7 separate regions of the Mus musculus genome follow, and regions 1, 2, 4, 5, 6 and 7 are each linked to region 3. The links are chromatin contacts, called in public HiChIP or PLAC-seq and promoter capture Hi-C maps. All regions are on one chromosome and are shown on one strand. Each heading gives the region's core, a stretch centred on a gene start, on an enhancer-like site or on the middle of the called end of the contact. The rest is flanking DNA. Distances are from core to core; before and after follow the strand shown. Region 1 holds the start of Pan3 (PAN3 poly(A) specific ribonuclease subunit). Region 2 holds the start of Alox5ap (arachidonate 5-lipoxygenase activating protein). Region 3 holds the start of Slc7a1 (solute carrier family 7 (cationic amino acid transporter, y+ system), member 1). Region 4 holds the start of Uspl1 (ubiquitin specific peptidase like 1). Region 5 holds the start of 2310047D07Rik (a long non-coding RNA gene). Region 6 has its middle 12 kb from the start of Gm35620. Region 7 holds the start of Hmgb1 (high mobility group box 1).

The links. Promoter capture Hi-C pulls out the DNA fragments that hold promoters and counts their contacts. HiChIP or PLAC-seq counts read pairs in DNA pulled down with a chosen protein or histone mark. Capture Hi-C pulls out chosen DNA fragments and counts their contacts.
Region 1: a FOXA1 HiChIP or PLAC-seq map of pancreatic cancer cells shows a contact between it and region 3. The contact joins the promoter of Pan3 here to the promoter of Slc7a1 in region 3. A contact is called at or near these places in 3 of 115 datasets of contacts at active chromatin or transcription factors (effector CD8 T cells, memory CD8 T cells and pancreatic cancer cells).
Region 2: a contact with region 3 is called in a promoter capture Hi-C map of neutrophils, with 4 times the contacts expected there. The contact joins the promoter of Alox5ap here to the promoter of Slc7a1 in region 3. A contact is called at or near these places in 5 of 39 promoter capture datasets (hippocampal neurons, liver, neutrophils and 1 more), 1 of 15 datasets of contacts at CTCF or cohesin (large pre-B cells), 3 of 115 datasets of contacts at active chromatin or transcription factors (the SCID.adh cell line, large pre-B cells and microglia) and 2 of 9 other capture datasets (adipose tissue and liver).
Region 4: a contact with region 3 is called in a promoter capture Hi-C map of adipose tissue, with 4 times the contacts expected there. The contact joins the promoter of Uspl1 here to the promoter of Slc7a1 in region 3. A contact is called at or near these places in 6 of 39 promoter capture datasets (3T3-L1-derived adipocytes, the C10 cell line, hippocampal neurons and 3 more), 2 of 484 Hi-C or Micro-C datasets (CD4 T cells and regulatory T cells), 5 of 115 datasets of contacts at active chromatin or transcription factors (the SCID.adh cell line, astrocytes, effector CD8 T cells and 2 more) and 2 of 9 other capture datasets (adipose tissue and liver).
Region 5: an H3K4me3 HiChIP or PLAC-seq map of the SCID.adh cell line shows a contact between it and region 3, with 8 read pairs. The contact joins the promoter of 2310047D07Rik here to the promoter of Slc7a1 in region 3. A contact is called at or near these places in 2 of 115 datasets of contacts at active chromatin or transcription factors (the SCID.adh cell line and large pre-B cells).
Region 6: a contact with region 3 is called in an H3K4me3 HiChIP or PLAC-seq map of the SCID.adh cell line, with 8 read pairs. The contact joins the enhancer-like site here to the promoter of Slc7a1 in region 3. A contact is called at or near these places in 2 of 39 promoter capture datasets (the 3T3-L1 cell line and pre-B cells), 3 of 115 datasets of contacts at active chromatin or transcription factors (the SCID.adh cell line, large pre-B cells and pro-B cells) and 2 of 9 other capture datasets (liver and macrophages).
Region 7: an H3K4me3 HiChIP or PLAC-seq map of the SCID.adh cell line shows a contact between it and region 3, with 13 read pairs. The contact joins the promoter of Hmgb1 here to the promoter of Slc7a1 in region 3. A contact is called at or near these places in 3 of 39 promoter capture datasets (the 3T3-L1 cell line, hippocampal neurons and pre-B cells), 7 of 115 datasets of contacts at active chromatin or transcription factors (the 230-238 cell line, the SCID.adh cell line, astrocytes and 4 more) and 2 of 9 other capture datasets (adipose tissue and liver).

What each region holds. Positions count from the first base shown.
Region 1 is chr5:147,428,867-147,431,566 of GRCm38.p6, reverse strand. It overlaps Pan3 (PAN3 poly(A) specific ribonuclease subunit), which reads right to left and starts at 1,411. Exons shown (of 19, transcript NM_028291.5): 1 at 558-1,411. The coding sequence starts at 987.
Region 2 is chr5:149,263,646-149,266,345 of GRCm38.p6, reverse strand. It overlaps Alox5ap (arachidonate 5-lipoxygenase activating protein), which reads right to left and starts at 1,342. Exons shown (of 5, transcript NM_009663.2): 1 at 1,164-1,342. The coding sequence starts at 1,233.
Region 3 is chr5:148,398,483-148,401,182 of GRCm38.p6, reverse strand. Slc7a1 (solute carrier family 7 (cationic amino acid transporter, y+ system), member 1) reads left to right here and starts at 1,279. Exons shown (of 13, transcript NM_007513.4): 1 at 1,279-1,454.
Region 4 is chr5:149,183,261-149,185,960 of GRCm38.p6, reverse strand. It overlaps Uspl1 (ubiquitin specific peptidase like 1), which reads right to left and starts at 1,401. Exons shown (of 9, transcript NM_001115149.1): 1 at 1,155-1,401.
Region 5 is chr5:149,227,698-149,230,397 of GRCm38.p6, reverse strand. It overlaps 2310047D07Rik (a long non-coding RNA gene), which reads right to left and starts at 1,410. Exons shown (of 2, transcript XR_003956021.1): 1 at 1,087-1,410. It overlaps n-TNgtt14 (a tRNA gene), which reads left to right and starts at 1,324; the gene lies at 1,324-1,397.
Region 6 is chr5:149,333,409-149,336,108 of GRCm38.p6, reverse strand. No RefSeq gene overlaps it. Among named protein-coding and RNA genes, the nearest start is that of Gm35620, 12 kb to the right of the region's middle. Within about 2 kb of position 1,443, at least 50 of the 459 cell types and tissues checked have an H3K27ac peak or open chromatin away from gene starts, as enhancers often do. A contact at or near this core is called in the SCID.adh cell line, where this site is marked.
Region 7 is chr5:149,051,732-149,054,431 of GRCm38.p6, reverse strand. It overlaps Hmgb1 (high mobility group box 1), which reads left to right and starts at 1,375. Exons shown (of 5, transcript NM_010439.4): 1 at 1,375-1,532.

The DNA.
Region 1 (2,700 bases), core at 162-2,661, 970 kb after region 3:
ACCTGTGCTTACTTAAAAATAAATAAATGAATAAAGCTGATCTTCATACACCTCTCCTCCCCGCACCCCCACCCCTGGCCCCGGACATCCTTTAGAAGGAGTTCCCAGCCGGCAACTTTCGGCAGCCCGCGCTCCACGCGAGCACGCACCGACACATGTGCTCGCAGACCCAGCCCCTTTCCACGCACACGCGCGCGCGCGCGCACACACACACACACACACACACACACAAACCCGGAAGCGACACCCCCTTGCTTCCACTCCGCAGCCCATCCCCCCTGCTCCCCGCACCCCACTCCCAGCGCCCCCCACCCCACCCCAATTACACCACGACCGTCCGTCCACCCACGCTCCCGGGAACCCGCCTCCCCTAGCTCCGGGGTTTGCCCCGAGCGGCGGAGCCCAGAGAGGAAACAGGAAGAAGGAAGGAGGGCTGCGCAGGGCCTAGGCCTCTCCTGCGGCCCGGAGGTGAGGGGAAGCGGGCAGGCTCAGGCCTCCTCCCCGCGCCCGGACCGCACCAACCCCGCACCGCACCACCCCGCCCGGGCCTCACTTACTCGCCACCCGCGGGCCATCGAGTCCGCCGCCCGCGGTCGCCGCCCCCGGGACGCCCAGCTCCGGCTTCTTGGGCCCCGCGGGCGGCCCCGCTCCCCCGCCCGGGAGCGCTCCCGGAGGAAAGGCGGCCCCGGCCGCGGCCGCTAGCGCCAGCGGGACGCTGTTGCTATGGAGGCCAAGCCCCGGGGCCGCGCCGGCGGCTGGGTCCTCGTGCAGGAACTGACACTCCTCGCCGTAGAAGCACGTCTTGTCCTTGGCGTAGTAGCGGCAGTACTTGAGCTTCACGCCCGCCGCCGCCGCCGGCCCGCCGGGGACGCCCCCGACGCCCGACGAGGCCGCCACCGCCACCGCCACGGCCGCCGCCAGCGAGGACGACGACGGCGAGGCAGCGGCCGAGGGCGGCGGGAGGCCACCGCCGCCGCCACTGTTCATGGCCACGCCGCAGCCGCGTCCCCCGCCGCCACCATAGACGAGGGCGGGAAGGAGCCGCCGCCGGAGCCGGATGGAAGCCGGGCGGGCGGGTTGGGCCCCGCTGAGGGAGCCGGAGCCGCCCGGGGAGGGGGAAGGGCGGGCGGGCGGCGAGCAGGGATTCTCCCTCTCCCTCTCCGCTGTCCTTAAAGGGGCCGCGCGGGACGCCGCGGTGGGCGCGCGGCCGGGGCTGCGGGGAGAAACGACCCTGAGGCGGCGGCGACCGGAAGCTGTGGGGCAAAGGCACGGCGGGAGGGAGCCGCCGGTTTGTTTTTAAACTCTTGCCCTCCGCTCGCTCGTCGGCTCGCGCTCCGGGTCCTCCCGACTTGTTTATGCCATTTTCCTCTTCCTGAGACGCTCGCCGCCTCTGCGCCTGCGCGAGTGGCGCGGGGCCTTGTGGGTAGGAGGCCTGGCCCGGGGGTGGGGGACCGCAGGCGTGGCCCCCACGGGGCGTCCGCGAGCTGACCGGAGGCGGTTGCTTCAGCCCGAGCCCTCGGAGGGAGGCCTTCCCCACGGCGGCGGCGCCGAGGCTCTCACGAGACCCGGTGGTAGTCCGCTTGGAGGGGAAAACACAAAATGACAGTCCGTCTCAGGTCCTTGGAAGGGGACGCAGCCCAACCTCGCTCCCCGGAGAGGAGAGTTTGCTTCCGTTTGTCACGTTTCCTCTCCCTTTCCCTGTGCTCCGCCACCCCTCTAGCCTTTGTTTTTTTTTTTTTGTTTTTTTTTTTTAAATCCTCCCCCTCGAAGGTGATGGACTACTGGCCAGATAGCCTTAGCTTCTGGGCTCTTTGTCAAAAGATGGAGCCAGAACCCTGGATGCCACCAAACCCCTGCTTAGAGCAGCACCTGTTTCCTCCGCTTTGATGGCCCTCGGGATTTTTTTCTCTCAAAGGTGCCACCTGGGACAGTGCTACCTTGGCAGCACGGGAAGACCCAATTCCAAATGTGCTGGAATGTTTTCCTACTCTGCATTCGAAATTCACTTTTTAAAAAAAAGTTTTCCCCTCATTGATTTCCAATTTGCTCCCCCCACCACCACCTTTTTTTAAAGGGGAGAGGCGTGAAGACAATTGAACCGCAGTGAAGTGAAAAATTGATATTAGGGTTTTAGAAATCTTCTCTAAAAGATTTTCTCAAAAGACAAATCCCTGTTATGAAAAGGACGGGTGTGGGCAGCATTTAAGGAATCGTGGCAGCCTGACGAAGTCACAAAAGAATATATAAAGTTTCACACTGCCAAAAGGGTGAGGTTGAGATGCATGCTATATAGATCCCAATCTGGTAAGCCTAGTGATGCTGCCCAGGGAAATTCTAAGCTGCTATCTCTGCGTGGACGCAGTGTTCACTCATTTAAATATCCAACAGGTATTTGTTAATGTTAATTACATGTTCCCAAGGAGCTGGGGATGCAAAAGTTAACCAGATGCAGTCGGACCTGAATTCAGAGGGCTTATTTATCCTCCGGCTAATGAGGCATAAGATGTGAATTAGTGTCTAGTGTTAACATCAGCTGTTAGAGGGGATTTAAAGAGTTGAACTCCTACTGAGAACTGTTGGGGAGTGGGGAGAGTGTTTACAGCATCCTTGAATTCAGACCTGCCTTTGGAACCTGCTTGCTTCTCTGTGTCTCCTTTGTACATTTGAGATTAAGTAAGTATCCACTTCATAATGAGCGAA
Region 2 (2,700 bases), core at 93-2,592, 870 kb before region 3:
ATAGATAGATAGATAGATAGATAGATAGATAGAAAAACAGACGTGCGTGTGTGTGTGCGTGCGTGCATGCGTGAGAGTGTGTGTGTGTGTGTGTGTGTGTGTGTGTGTGTGTGTTTAATGGCAATACTAAGAAATAGGAACATTTCCCCAGACAGACAGATGATAGATAATAGATAAATACATAGACAGACAGACAGATAATAGATAGGACTTATATATAAATAGATGATAGGTAAATAGATAGATGTGAGTCGTGAGGATCATGAACCCTTTGGGGGTCAAATGACCCTTTCACAGAATTCACCTCAGATCATTAGAAAGCACAGGTATTTATTTATATTACAATCTTTAACAGCAGCAAAATGACAGTTATGGAGTAGCAACAAAAATAATTTATGCTTGGGCGTCACCACAACCTGAGATACTGTGTCAAAGGGCTAGGAAGGTTGAGATAGATAGATGGATAGAACATGACTGACTGACTGACAGACAGACAGACAGACAGACAGACAGACAGACAGACAGACGTGTGTGTGTGTGTGTGTGTGTGTGTGTGTGTGTGTGTGTGTGTGTGTGTGTAAAGCTGTACACCAAAAGGCTGGGGCATAGATGTGTAGTAGAGAATATACAGAAGGTATGCAGGGCCCTGAGTTCTATCCCCAGGACCACAAAACAAAACAAAACTAAAAATAGCCTTACGCATTGTTCTTTGATGTTTCTTCAAAAGAACTTATTTAAGTACAGAAGTAAAAAGATGATAAAGACTTTCTCCTTTATAGCTCGCAAGACTACCCCTTGCCTGACACAGACGACAGACGACCTGGGTCCTGCTGCAAATTGGCTCATTCAGGCGGGTGTCCAAGGGAGCACAGACCCCCACACTCTCTCCAGGCTGGCCCTCCTCTTCCACCCTTCATGCCCTTGCTCCACCAAGACACTTGGGCCAAGTTTCTCACCAGCCCTTCAGGTTGCTCTCCATCCTCTGCAAACACACCTGACATCATCCTTCAAGTGAGAGAAGGAAACCCCAAACTCACACAGAACAGGACCCACCCCTGCACACTCACGTACACAGCAATAAATACAGACGTGTGCATAGTGCACACAGAATGGTGTGTGCCTGGCTTCCAGCACCCCTGCTCTCCCTGAGGAAGGGCCCTTACCATTCTGGACCACGCTGATGAGGGTGACAAGGGCCAGGAGCACAACGTTGCCCACAGCCTCTTGATCCATGCTTGCTTCAGGCCCGCCAGAGACAACCAGGCTGGTGCTAGCACCTCAGCCTTCCTGCGCAGAAAGGGGAAGTGCCAGGCTGTGCTCTGCCTTTTACCATCAGTTTCCAAAGGTCCCCAGCACAGCCACTCAGTGCTCCTGCTCCTCCCCTTGTCCCCCTCTTCTTCCTCCCCCTCCTTTTGTTCCTGCTCCTCCCCTCTTCCTGCTCCTCCCTTTCCCCTTGCTCCTTCCCTCTTCCTCTTGCACTACCCTCTCCCCTTGCTCCCCCTCCTTTTTTGCTCCTCTCCCTCCTCCACCTGCTCCTCCTCCTATTGCCCCTTCCCTCCTCCTCTTGCTCTACCTCCTCACTTTGCTCCTACTTCTCCTCTTGCTCCTTTTCCCTCCCCTTCTTCTTTCATCTCCCTTCCCCTTTCTTCTCTTTCTCTCCTTCCTTCCCTTACTCCTCCACCTCTTGCTCCTCCCATTCCTACCCTTGCTCCTCCTCCTTCTTCTGCCTTTAGTTTTCATTCTTCCTCTTCTAATTGTTATTCAACAAAGTTGCAGGACCTGTGGTTTTGAGTTACCTTCCAGGAGTCACAGAGTCAGAGGGAGAGGGAAGTGCAGCGTATTCTTTGATGTTGCTTACTATGGGCAGCCTCGCTAGGAGCATAAGCATGAAATCTGGACCCTGCACAGCACGAGGAGCCCGGAGCCACTACCACTTCTTACACTGGCAAAAATAAAGAAAAGGGAAAATGAGATTTAAAAAAAGAAGAAAAAGAAAAGGAAATAAAATGAATACAGCACCAAAAAGACGTGCGTCCTGAGTATGCCCTTGGTTCTTTGAATTCCTCCTGGTAAATAAATGTCATTTGACACATTGTACAGTGCAGAATAGCAGCCACATAGGCTGGGGTGAATGGATGGATGGGTGAATGGATAGATGGGTGAATGGGTGAATGGATGAATGGATGGATGGATGAATGGATGGATGGGTGATTAGATGGATGGGTGAATGGATGGATGGATGAGTGGATGGATGGGTGAGTGGATGGATAGGTGAGTGGATGGATGGGTGAAGGAAAGAAGGAGTGAATGAATGATAAGACAACCAGTGGCTCCTTTCCTGCAATAAAATAAAACTATGGGACTTGGGAGACAGCTTCATTGGAAAGTGTTTTCCATGCAAGCTTGAGGACCTGAGTTCAGTCCCCACATCACCTAAGAAGCCACGTGTGGTAGAATGTGTGTAACCCCAATATTACAGGAAGAGGGGCAGGAGCATCCTCAGGCTCACTGGCCAGCCACCCTAGCTTAATGGAGAGTCCCAGGCAGGGAAAGACCCTGCTTCAAGAGATAAAGTGGATGGCACTTGAGGAACTAGAACCAAGGTTTGCCTCTGCCCTCCACAGACACATACATGTGCATACACGCACGTGCACGCACAAAAAAAGTCAATAAAATAAATGTTAAACTTCAGCTAAAGAT
Region 3 (2,700 bases), core at 30-2,529:
TCAGTTCATCACCGCATGATTGACACTTACTTCTGTTGGCTGTTGGAAAACAAAGCATGTTTGATGCCTTGTTATTATCACAAACGCTGTTAGAAGTGCTTTAATGTTATCTTACAAGTGTTAGAAGTGCTTTAGTGCTATCCACCTCCCTCTACGTATTCATTAAGACTTTTTGGCTGGGCAATATAAATTAATACATCGTTAGTTTAATTCTATGGGAGTATCAACAGCTGTGGCTGACAATGAATCCCTTTACTGATAAGGCACACTTGAGAACACACATAGCATCCACCTTCTCTTTTCTCTTTTTCTTTTCTTTTCCTTTCTTTTCTCTCTTTCTTCCTTTCTTTCTTTCTTTCTTTCTTTCTTTCTTTCTTTCTTTCTTTCTTCTTTCCTTCCTTCCTTCCTCTCTCTCTCTCTCTCTCTCTCTCTCTCTCTCTCTCTCTCTCTCTCTCTCTCTCTCTCTTTTTTTAACAGGATTTCTCTGTATAGCCCTGGCTGTCCTGAAACTCACTCTGTAGACCAGGCTGGCCTCAAACTCAGAAATCCACCTGCCTCTGCCTCCCAAGTGCTGGGACTAAAGGTGTGTGCCACCACTGCCGGGCTTCGATATAATTCTTTATAAAAACTTTTATCTTATGCATATTTATGGTTTACCTGTGTATGTCTGTGCATCACATTCAAGACTTACAGATTAGTTGTGAGCCCCCATGTGGGGAGTCAGAACTGGGTCCTCTGAAAGGGTTGTCAGTGTTAACCGCTGAGCCATCCCTCAGCCCTATAGACTGTAGTTCTCGATTTTGGAGCAGAGATCAGAAGGAACCCTGAAGACTAGATTTGGGTACTAAACTTGGGGAGAGTCCCGCGGGTGTGAACTGCCTGAACTGTTCTGTTGGCTATGTGGAGGAACTACCTTGTATCAAAGGGAGGCTTGCAGGTTCTGGGGCCCTTCCTGACCAAGGCGGAGGCTAAGGCGTTAGCTAGGGCACAGCCGTAAAGTAGTCCAATGTCAAAAGAAGATTTACAACTAAGTCCAAAAAAAAAAAAAGTCTTTAAAATGTGTCTTACATCCAGTTTGGAGCAAGAAACCTGGTCGTCAGCTGTCCGTGGCTCCCCAGGAGGGGGCTCGCACCCCTCAGCCTGTGCCATCAGCTCTGACTCAAGCTCAGTTGCGGCTGCGGAGGACCAAGGGCGCGCGCGGGAGGCGCCCAAACCGGCGGGGAAGCCCGGTCTCGGGTGTCCCCGCCCACAGGGGCGCGGCCGCGCGGCGCTGTCATTGGTGCCCTGGAAGCTGACGCGCAGCACTGGCCGTGGCCGTGGGGCCCGCGGAGGGCGGCGCGCGGCTGATGAAACCGGCTCGGATTCCGCCCGCGTGCGCCATCCCCTCAGCTAGCAGGTGTGAGAGGCTTTCTACCCGCGGTCTCCACACAGCTCAACATCTTGCCGCCTCCTCCGTGAGTACGCGATCCTTGTGATTGCCCAGGAAGCTCTGAAAGCCTGAGTCACCTCGGTGTGCGTGTGTGTCTGTGTGTGTGGCCTCGGGTGGCGTTTCAGGCAGGGCGAGGGTTCTTCTTATCCTCTCCATCTCCGGGGGATGGGTGCGTGGGGCGGGCACCAGTGTTCCGGTCGCCTCCTCCGAGTCCATCTTGGTCCTTTGCAGGCGCGGCGTGGTGCATGATGCAACAGCGGGAGGGAGTGAACACGGGCGACCCGGGTGACGCCCGCCACGCGTGGCGCCGTGTGTAGGCTCCACGTGGGCGCGGGGACCCATCTACGCAGGCTGCCCCGGGTGGCATCCGGAGTCACGGCAGTCTGGGAGACCTTCCCTTACATGGCGCGGTGCGCGGCACCCCGCCCCGCCACGCGGTCCCGGGCAGTGTCGTCAGCCGAGCCGCGCGCAGGATGGACTCTTGTCAGGTCTCGCAGGCATGACCCGAGACCTGAGATTCCTGTCCTCCGGGTCGCCTCATAGTCTCCAGAGGTCCCTTTGGAGGGACTCCCTCTTGGGTGGGTTTTCCTTGTGACCCGATTCGGCCTGCACAGACTGTTCTTCCAGATGGTGTGGAGTGGGAGGAAGTTCTTCCGGCTCCGTAGACAACCTGTGCTCCGTGTGTTTCTGTCCAGTGGAAGACTTCCTGGGCACGATCAGGTCACCAGCCAAGGGTGTCCGCAGAGCAGTCCAGTGTCGCTCGCTCCAGCCCACTGCTGTGTGGACTTGTGTGTTAAGATAGCCAGACATGTGCTGGGATAGGCAGACATGTGCTGGGATAGGCAGACATGTGCTGTCAGGAAAACAAAACAAACTAAAAAACTACATTTCCCAGCACCCACAGTTATACTCTCACGTGCAGGAGGACAGGGTTTCAACCATAGGTGTATTTCTTCTAAAGGTGAGTAAACTTTCACTAGAATCCGGAGCGTTATCTTCTGCGTTATCTTTTGGTTGACTGTCTTAGCTGTCATGGAGTCAGCTGGTAATTGGGATTTTTGTAACATTTCTTGCCCTTCATGTGTGGTTAAGATAATAGGAAACCTCGACACAGTCATCCCCCTGGTATTTTTAGTTGGTCTCAATGGAAATTATTATTTTGACTAGAGCACACCCTTCTGCCACTAAAACAAAAGGGCGTGACTCACGAGATCAGAATAGACATTTAGAGGGGGAAAGTCACCCCATGAATTGAAACAGCTCTGAAAAGT
Region 4 (2,700 bases), core at 152-2,651, 780 kb before region 3:
GAAGGAGGGAGGAGACCCATTAAGATGGTAGTAGAAACACTAAACAATATTAAGAAATTCCCCCTCCCCAAAGAATATTCAAGTTTTAAAATACCAGAAGTAGACTCTTGGGGTTTTTCAAGCACTGTATTATACACAAAACCCCGGGGTGGGTCTCAAATTTCAATTTGTCTAGGAATAAATTACCTTCATTATCTTTTCTCCAAGTGTAACTGCTAGCTCCTCCCTGTACAGTATCTAAATTTTGGCATCTTTTGGGTTTCCAAATACAGACTAGAAAGTTTGTGCCGTCTACTCACTCTCATCTCCCATGTTTGCACAGTAGGCGCCATCTAAACTCGTGAACGAGGCTTTGGAAATGTTTCGAACTTGTCTCTCTTTCCATTCATATCACTGTCAAAATGACAGCTCCGCTTCAAACCACCTATTTAATCCAATCTGATTGTAGGAAGTCCGCCCAAACAGCTCAGTACATCCTAAAGATTATGACATGAGCTTATTTCAAGGAGAACAACCAAGGTTTTCCAGTGTTCATCTCCGGCACTTTTCCTCTTACCTACGCCCACCACCGAGCCCCCACCTTCAACGTAGGTAAGTCGCATTCCGGAGACCTTAATGGGAGATATCAGCCCAGAATAGATCCATTTAGCAGCCAATCACGAGAGGGATTTAAATTTAATTCACTGCATGTGTAGAAACTATTACAGGTATTCAAAGGGCCTGGAACCCTTCGGAGCTTTATCTCTCGGCTCTGCATATGAATTTTCAAGGCCAGCAGACTTAAGCCCCAGCGAAGGGATAGGCTTTACAGAGCCCAATACTGCTTGGTACCCAGTCCAGCTTCCCGAATTTGAGACGGATGGGTCCACGCGAACTGAGCTTCAAAAGCCTACCAAGGAAGTCCAAGAGGCGCGGCGTTCCGTTACCCAGCCCATCTCCACGCTCTTCGTGGGGCGGGCACAAACTCTGGTTTCTCTTCAGCGTTTACCTCTTTGAGCCTAACCGGAACCTGAAGACCCAGCCTGCACCTCCATCCTCCACCTTGCCCACCACAACCTCGTTCCTACCCCATCTTTTCAGCGCGCCAACGACCCACCCCGGGCACTCCAGCCGTCCCAATTTCTACTTCCCGAGGGAACTACTGTCTTCCTTACCCTCCCGAAGTACGCTCCTTCTTCGCATACAGTGGACCCGAACTCCTCTTCCAGCTTGAGGTCCCCACCATCTAACCGTAACGTTCAACCCACGTTCCCTCGGACGGCTCCTCCCCCACAGCCCTCTCCGCCAGGAAAGCAACTTCCGCCTGCGAGTCCGCCGCCCAAGAGCTACCCCACAAACACTTTCCTGCGGCAGGCAGCCCTGCTTGAGAGCACGCGGGCAGGGCCGGGGAAGGGGAAGACCAGAGCACTTCCGGCAGGGCTCCGCAGAGGCGTGGCTTGCCCGCCCAGCAGGCGCAGGCGCAGTGGGAACTGCGGCGACAGGGCGGGGCCCCTCGCTACAGAGCCTGCAAAGTGTGAGTCGGGAGGACGGGGGAGGGGGAGGGGGAGGGAGCTGGAGGGGGTGGGGCAGGCTTGGTTCTGGAAGCTGCTGGAAAGCGCTGGAGTGGCGGAGGTGACGCCAGAGGCTAGGGGGCGGGGCGTGATTAAAATTAGTGCGCGGCCTTCAGCGGAGGGATTACGCGGCAGAGGAAGGAGAGGTCGCTGGGCGGCTGCCTGCCTGGCGCGCAGGCGCAGTGATGGGCCTCCCTGGCGGGCCGTCATGGCGGACGCCACGACGGGCTCCCATAGTTGGTTCTTTTCGGCCCGCGCGCCACCACCCTACGTGTTCACAAACGGTTACCACACACGGAGCTGCCCCTCCCTTCTTCCCCAAACCCATCCTTGGAGGCCACTTTTTCTTTCTTCCCTCTCTGATCTGCTCACGGTAAGGGGGGTAGCGAAAGACGAGCACTTGACCCGGGGTGGCACTGAGCAGCCGACCCGCGCATCTCAGCAGCCGCCCTGCCTCCTTGAACTTCAGAGAGGGGAGAGCTCAGTTGCTAAGTTTTAAGAACTGCCTTCGTAGAAAGGTCATGTGGTGTCAGGGAGGTCATGACTGATCGCGTCCATGAGGACATCCTATTCTTGGAGTCCTTTGCATAGACTGTTTCCGTGGCCTGGGACTACAATTTGGGATTTTTTCTGGACCTTACAGGAATCATGACTGGCATTTTGGATTGCGGTCCTGTAGGGTTTCATTAGTGGTCTTAAACGACCATGTTCTGGCAGAATACTGATAATTTTGGTAGCGTGCAATGGGGGAAACAAGTCCGCTGTAGGAAGAAATTATTCAATAAAAGAATTTCAGTTTGTGGTACTTAGGAATGGAAATCGCTGAGCGTTCCAACAGAGACTTTGTTAGGGTTTTTTTTCTCCTCTCTCATGACGAAAATAGACTGGTTAGGTTTTGCTTTTTTTTAATTTTATTTATCTTTGCATTTACACTACATACTGTACTGGTATATTTGTTGTAAGATCAAACAAGTAAGATTTCTTTTTGTATGGATTATGAGGTTTTTGAGAAAGTATTTCTTCCTGAGAGAGTAGCCAAGATTAATAGGATTGTTTTCTTATTCAACATGCTATTTCCATTTTTAGAGTGGAGTACACTTCCCCTCCCAATAAACACTTGCTGAATGTCAGCTCATAAATTGAATGATCT
Region 5 (2,700 bases), core at 161-2,660, 830 kb before region 3:
GGAGTTACTTAAGAATAATTAAATTAGTAAAGATAGAAGAGAGAATGAGGCTTATTAGAAAAAGAAAGGGGAGGTGGGAGTTGTTTAATAGATGGGAGTATTGGTAACATATAAGTGCACTTAATTCCGTTTGAACCGTAAGCTTTAAAGGGGTTAAAATGGAGCTGGAGCGATGGATAGGTGGTTGAGAGCTCCTCTCTTGCACAGGACCCGCGCTCAGTTCCCAGCACCCGCCTTGAGAGCCTCACAATCGCCTCCAACGCAGGCTCCAGGAGAATGCGACGCCCCGTTTGACCCCGAGGGCGCTGAACTCAGGATACACGCCAACACCCAGATACATGATTAAAATAAGTCTTTGAAATATGGCTCAATTTATACCAAGAGAGTAGCAATAGCTAAGTAGGAAGAGCCAAAGAGAGGAGGAGCAAGAGAAAGGGGGGAGGGCGGGAACGGGGACAGTATTTGGGATGTAAATATATGAAATAATTAATTTTTTTTAAAAGGAGGAAGGGTATGGAAGCTTGAAGAGCGGGACCTGAGGTCTGTGAAGTTGCCCCCTCCTCCCCTCCCGGTCTTTGGGGTGATGGGGGAAGGAGAGGTCTGACAGGGGCTCTGGCAGGTTTATCAAAGAATTATCCTTTCTCCCCCTCCCTTCTCTCTTCCTCCTTCCCTTCCCTTCTGCCCCTCCCTCTCTCTCCCTCCCCCTCCCCCTCTCTCCCTCCCCCTCCCCCTCCTCTGAGTGGGCACAATGCTACCTACCCCAACCCTCCCAAGGCAACCCCAAGTCAGTGAGTTAAATTCAGAAGTCAGGGGAAGGCCTAGACGTCACTGGCTATTTTAAAAGAGCGTTTTAATCGCCATAAATCCGATTCTGCAGTCCCCCTAAGCCATGAGTGCTCGAAGGAGGCTCCAGTCCGCTAAAGGGGTGTGAATTTATTCCCAGGAGGTGACGGGGGAGGGGCGGCGCGGTAGGTTTTTAAACGTATAAAGTATAAAATTCCCATGGCCCACACAGAGATCCACAGTTTATCAACCTCGATAAGCGGGAGGCGACGAGAACACTCAAAGGGGAGGGGCGGTAACAACCTTGAACAAGGGCAGGGCGCCCTGGCTCGGAGCCCACGCAGATTCCCGGAGCCTCACCCGGCGCCGCCCTGCTCTGCGGAGGATTTGCTGGGCTCGGCGGCTCCGCCCCTCCCCGCCCTCGCGCAGTCTCAGCCCGCAGGGCTCAGCAGGGCCTGGCGCCTCCCGGGAGTCCGAGGCGGCGACGCCCATGCTGGCCGCGGCAATGTGTACAAAGCGCACGGCCGCTCAGGCAGCTGTGTCTCTGTGGCGCAATCGGTTAGCGCGTTCGGCTGTTAACCGAAAGGTTGGTGGTTCGAGCCCACCCAGGGACGGCAGCGTTCCTTTTAGCAAAAAACATTTTTAGAAATGTTTTCTGCCATCCTGGGACGCCCAATCTGTTTGATAGCTTTCTAGGGCTCAAGCTACAAGCGGGCCTGCTGCTTCCACTAATTTTCAAGAGGGTACATGTAAGTCTGCTTTTTGAGTTTGGTCCAATTCTGCTCAGGAACAGCTAGGTGTTTTTTGCACTGGAAACCGGCAACCGGGACCACCCAGAAACAGCACCATTTGTGTGGCTCAGAAAAAAAAAATAATAATAACAAAAAATAAAAAATAAAAACAACAGCAACAACAACAAAAAAAAAAAAAACAAAAAACGACCCGCGGACCCTACTAATACAGTCTACTTCCAAATGGATGAGCAACAGATAACATTGTGGGCAGAGAGTTTGGGGACAGCAGGCCACGCTGACTTTAGCTAAGTGGCTCCCAGACTTGGGCAATGGGTTTGAATCTAACTACATTATATTTAATCTTAGACTGCTGTCAATTTCCCCCATCACATTTAACTTTATCAGAAATTGTATAAGTTCGTGTTTAAAAGTTTTAAAAGAGAGCCAGGAGTGGCGGTGATGCCTTTAATCCCAGAACCCAGAAGGCAGTAAGGCAAATAAATCATGGTGAATTCCAGGACAGCCAGGGGTACATAGAGAATTCTTGTCACAGAGGACGTTTTATGTTTTTTTCACAAAAGACTTTCCATAAAGACAGGAAGTTGTGACGTGAGGGTTTTGTGTCTGGGATCTACACCCACTCCTATAGAATACAGAGAACGGGAGTCTACAGAGTGGTTCACAACCTGTGGGTCACGACCCCACTAGGATCGTATATTAGGAATTCTGCATTAAAGATATTAATAATGATTCATAACAGGAGCAAAATGACAACTATGAATGAAATAATTTCATGGTTGGTGGTCCCCATGAAGAACTGTATTAAAGGGTCACAGCATTAGGAAGAGTGAGACCCACTGTCCTATGTTGACGTAAACACTCCCGAGCTACACTGCAAGAGCTCTCACTGCTAGCCACATCTGGCTTCTGAGTACTTGAAATGTGACTAGGACAACTGAGGGATGAGTGTCAGAGTAACGCCAGGCCCTTGATTAACATGGGGTGGAGACGGTACTGTGCGTGCATCTAGCCCCGAGCTCTATCCTAGCACTAAACAGAAACAGCAGGAACAGGGCCTTACTGGCCTAGAACTCATGGCCCGGCTGCCTCAGCCTTCTGAGTGCTGGGATTATAGGTGTGCGCTGCCGTGACCAAGAAAGACTGGATGTCAGTGAATTTAGTC
Region 6 (2,700 bases), core at 194-2,693, 930 kb before region 3:
GCGGCAAGAGAGCCGCATGTGGGTATTCTGGGAGTGGCCACTAGATGGCGCATCCGCCCTGCCAACCCCGGAGCACTGTGTGATGGAGCCTTACCCTTTAATGAGCAAGCTGCTCCCTAAGGACCTCAAGGCAGGGAAAGCCGCAGCCTCCCACCAAATGTTTCAGGTTTGCTTATCCTCAAGCGTGAGAACATTTCCCCAGCACCACCTGGCAAAGTAAGAGCCAGCCGGATACAGAGGGACTTTGGCACACAGATAAACCACCCACCCTGCTGCCCTCCCGGCTATATGTGGATCTTGCTATGGGTCTCAAGTTTACGTAGATCAGAGATGCTGGAGGTTTAAGCAGGAGTGGTGTGAAGGGCTAGGGCGATGCTCGGCGGTAGTGAGTATCCCGCCTGGTCCTGGGTGTGCTGCCCCCAGAACCGACAAGAAGAAAGGAGATGCCATCGCTATGCCGCTACTCAGCACATGGCCAGCCAAACTCCTCCGGTGGTGGCTTCGTTTCTCAGTCTCACATGGAGGCTCACACTTGTCAAAATGTGAGTTATGTGAACAGAATAAAAAGGGAGAGAGACAGCTCTTCTTTTCTTGGTCCATAAAGCAGATTCTGAAAGGTTTGCACCTCCTCCATAGGACCCAAGTTCAATTCCCATCACCGGCATGTTAGCTCAAAACCATCTGTAACTACAGTCCCAGGAGATCTAGTGCCTTCTTCTGGCCTCTGTGGACACTGCACGTAGGCGGTGCAGACACCATACACCACATCCGCAGGCCAAACATCCACACGCATAAAATAAGACAATAAAGTAAAAATAGAACCATGTGCCTTATACAGGGTGTTCGGGAACAGACTGAGCTGGGCCCACGGTTGTATCTCAGAGCTACGGGAGGCCGCAGCAGATGCAGGATGCTATTAGGATTGTGGCTTTCCTACGTTACACAGATGGTGGAGGGGGCCTGCAGGAGAGAGGCCTGTTTCCTGGCCTCCAAAAATACTGCTCTCCTGAGCAACCGATCTCCCTTTATATCACTTGCTCATCCGTTTCCCTTGTTCCGATAGCTCCCAGGGCTGGTGGCCCACTGGAAGGACATGTCTGAGTCCACACGTGGATCTTCCATTACCGGTACCCCCTCCCGGCTCCTGCTGTGAAACACAGGCCCTTCCTTTTTACTGTACTTTCAACTTCTGTTGTGCGTCCCTTTAATAAGCTACCTCAAGTCCTTTCCAGAACAGAACAGAACATACACAAAGCAAAAGAGGCTCTGGAGACCTTTTCTCTGTGTCCTTAGGTTACCTCCCCAGGAAAAAAATTTCTAAATTTTCTGCCAGACTTCCCAAGCGGTGACATTTTCTATAACGCCTCTCCTAAGAGTTGCCGCTCATTTGGGCGGCTCCGAGTGGTGAGGTCTTCTACACAGTTTGAATTTTGCGTGTGATACACAGAGCCCTCATTTCCTGATTTTCAAAAGGCAGGATGTGTCTTCTAATTTCCCTCGGAGGATTTAGGTAGCTGGCTGGGGAGAAGAGATTCACACGTTTAAATTTGGTGCATCGGGAGGTTTAAGTAGCCGTGTGACAGTTTGGATCTTAATTGACTCACAAAAACTCTTATGTAAAAGGCATGGCTGCTAGGCTTGGGTCTGTCTGTGGAGAGATGCTGATCTACTGAGTCTGGTGGGAGGAAGTGAGGTCACCGGAGGTGTGTCCTAGAGCAGAAGACTGAGGCTGCAGCCACTCCCAACCCTCTCTTCTTTCCTTCCTGGCTACAGTAGGCAGCCTTCTCTCTCTCTCTCTCTCTCTCTCTCTCTCTCTCTCTCTCTCTCTCTCTCTCTCTCTCTCTCTCTGGAGCTAAGAGTTCTACATCTTGAGCCAAAGGCGGTCAGATCCCATACTGGGCAGAGCCTGAGTAAAGGAGACCTCAAAGCCCGCCTACACAGTGATGTACCTCCTCCAACAAGGCCACACCTCTTCCAATAAGGCCACACCTCCTAATAGGGCCACTCCCCATGGCCAAGTGTCCAAACACATGACTATAGGGGTCAAACCTATTCAAACCACCACACTCATGTATCCCTGCCCCACTCCCTGTGTTTTTTCAAATATTAAGCTGTTGCTTCAAACACTAAGATAGACCTAAATTCCTGCAGACTTCCTAAATGGGCTAGAGAGAGATGGCTTAGCAGTTAAAAGCACTGGGTGCTCTTTGCAGAGGACCAGGGTTCAGTTCCTGGTACCCACATGGCCGTTCAATCATCCATAACACCAGTTCCAGAGGCCACTTTTGAACTCTGAGAGCTTCAGGCATGCACGTGGTACTGAAGAGGTCAGCTCAGAAACTTTGGAAAATTCCACCTGCCCCCTCTCCTCCTGGAAGAGAACCCCTTCAGAAGGGGACAAGATGTGCACAGTCGATACTTCTCCTTCAGGTGTAGAACGACCCCAACACTTTGGAAAAATAAATTCCTCTTGCTTTTTGCATCGATTCCCGGTGGTTTCATGTTGTTCACTCAGGGAGTCCCTGGTAAGCTAAGGCTCGCCAGAGTCTTACACTACCTATAAATACGCACTCAAGAGCAAAAAAAAAGAGGAAGAAAATCTTTCAACTCCTGAATTCCAAAGATTCGGCCTCAAAATCCAGACATGGCCTTTTGCCAGTACTGTTTGTTGAATGACTACATGAGTTAGTTGAGCCAACA
Region 7 (2,700 bases), core at 126-2,625, 650 kb before region 3:
TACATAATAGGGCCTCAGAAGTGGTATAGAAATGAAACCCAGAATCTATGACTTGGATGTTTTGACTTGGATCAAGTGCATTTTGGAGGAATTCTTTGTTTCTTAGTTGAGAAGTGTATAGGAGCCAGGATTTTAAAAAAAAAAAATGGGGGACATTTGTTTTGAAGTGAAGAGAGGTGCTGTGCTCACCAGAAAGAAAGAGCTGTTAGATTCATCAAAGATTGATGGAAGCCTGTGGCCTTTAGAGCCAGCCTGGCTATTTTTCTCTGCATACCTAAGAATGATCAGCCAACTTGAAGAGCAGGAAAAAGCATGGCCTGTGGGTTTGGGCCCAAGCACTCTCCGACTGCTTCTAATCCCTCAGGTAACAGTAGCCCTAAATGTCTGGTAACCCTAGAGCAGGTACATGTATGCACTAAGTGGTGTGATCGGAGGCAAGATAGCAATCACAAAGATTCATTTGATTCTAACAGTAATCCACACCGAGTCACAGAAAACAGCGTCTGTGTGTGTGTGTGTGTGTGTGTGTGTGTGTGTATGTGTGTGTATGGGGGTGGGGCAATGAGGTCTTTAAAGAACTTGCTAATTCTAGCTGGGCCCCCCCCCAAACATTTTCTGAGAACAGCCAGTATCAAACCCCAGTGGCTGTGCATTAATTCCCTGGTATAAGGCTTTGGTGTCCGGGAAGTTCAAAACAGTGCTTTGTGTCTCACCAAAAGGAAAAAAAAAAAAAAAGTTCGAGAAGTACTGGGGGAAACCCGAGCAAACCCAGAAGAAGGGGTGCAACTGGACGCCTGCTGGCGGGTGCAGACTAGGCTTCTGGGCAGGGTGGGCACGTTAGGCGGGCAGTCCCGGGGAGGGGTGTCTTGTGGTGGGCTGCAGCAGCACGGCCGTCCCGGAGCCCGCAGAGGCCCCCGTGTTTGGGCCACAGGCCCCCCCGAGCAGTCACCCCACTCGGGGAGGCATCCCCAAGCACGGGCCGCACATCCCAACGGCTCGGGGCGGGAGCGTGGAGCGGGAGGGGGGGCGGGCCTGCGGGGAGGCGCCCGGGCCTGGGGACGCAGCCGTGGCTGCGGCGGAGCCGGGCCCTGGCCGCGCGCGCCGCGGCTCGGGCGTGGGGCTGGCTCGGGGCAGGCGCAGGCACAGAGACACCATAGAGCTCCGCTTTCCCGTAGCAGCTGCTGCCTCTGCCGCTGCCTCTCCCGCCTCAGCCTCTCGGCCCGGCACACACACACACATTCAGATTTGCGCGCTGTTTCAATCCTCGGTGACGTGTCCTCGCAGACAGCCAATGGCGCGCGGGCTCTGGTCAGGACAATGGGAGGGAACGGGCCAATGAACGGGCCTGGTGAGTTGGCGGTAGCCAATAGGAGGCGCGCTGGCTGGAGAGTAATGTTACAGAGCGGAGAGAGTGAGGAGGCTGCGTCTGGCTCCCGCTCTCACAGCCATTGCAGTACATTGAGCTCCATAGAGACAGCGCCGGGGCAAGCGCGAGCCGGACGGGCACTGGGCGACTCTGTGCCTCGCGGAGGGTGAGTGCGGGGCGGCGCGGCGGCGGGGAGAGCGCCTCGGGTAGCCTGGTCGCCTGCGCGGCGGCCGGATCCCCGCGGCCCGGAGCCGGCGGGTCAGGCTCCACACAAAGGCAAATGAGGGGGGACCGTGGGGGGAACTGCGCACGGAGCGAGGCTCCGCCGGCCGCTGCCGCGAACGCTGCCCCGCGCCGTGCCGCGCCGAGCGGAGCCGAGCCGAGTCGCGGGGCCTCAGGCGGCCGCCACTTCACACCCGCGGCGCCGTCCGCGCTTCACTGGCGCAAAAAAAAAAAAATTTTTTTTTTGTTTTGTGTCTGCCTGTGTGTGTGTTCGTGTTCCGGATTATTTAAAAAAAATTTTTTTTCCCCAAAACGTGTTTGTGGCCCCCAGGGCCGAGCGTTTCGGGCAGGCGGCGTGCGCGGAGCGAGCGAGCCGGCGGGCAGCGGCGCTTCCCCGCTGTATGGGCGGCCGCGGCGGGGAGCGCGGGGCGGCGGGCGGGGCGCCGCTGCGGGCGAGGGCGGCCGCGGGTGGGCCGGGGGCGGCCGTGCGGGGCGGCTCGGGCCGGGTGAGGCGGCGGGCGAGCGGGGCGGCCGTGTGGGGGGGAGCGGCGCCGCTGCGCTCGCTGGAACATGGCTGACTCGGCCGGGCGCTGCTGGCTGGAGAGAAAACAAGGCGGGCGGGCGGGCGGGGGAAGCTGGGCGCAGCAGTTCTGAGGCAACTTTTTTTTTTCCCCCCCTCTCTCCTCTCGCTCCCCTCTCTTCCTCTCCTCTCTCTCTCTCTCAGTCTCTCTCTCTCCCCGGCCCCGCGTTCTCCGTGCGGGGGCGGCGGGGCGCGCGGAGGGAGACGGCGCGGGGGCCGCGGGGGGAGGGGAGCCGCGCGCCCCCCGCCCCTCCCCCGCCGCCATGGCGAGTGCGCCAGCGCCCCGCCCGCCCGCCGCGCGCCTCGGTCTCCTCGCACACTCACACACACATACACACACACACACACTCACACGCGCGCACACACAAAGGGAAGGAGCCATATTCTCGCTCGCGCTCGCCCTCGCGGCGGCGGCGCAGGCGGGGAAGACGCGCAGCGGCCATTCCGTGCGCCCGGCCCTGGCGGCCGCGGGCGGAGCCAGCCCCCATTTCGAGCGGCGGGGCTTCTTCTCTCCTTGCTCCGGGGCCCGACA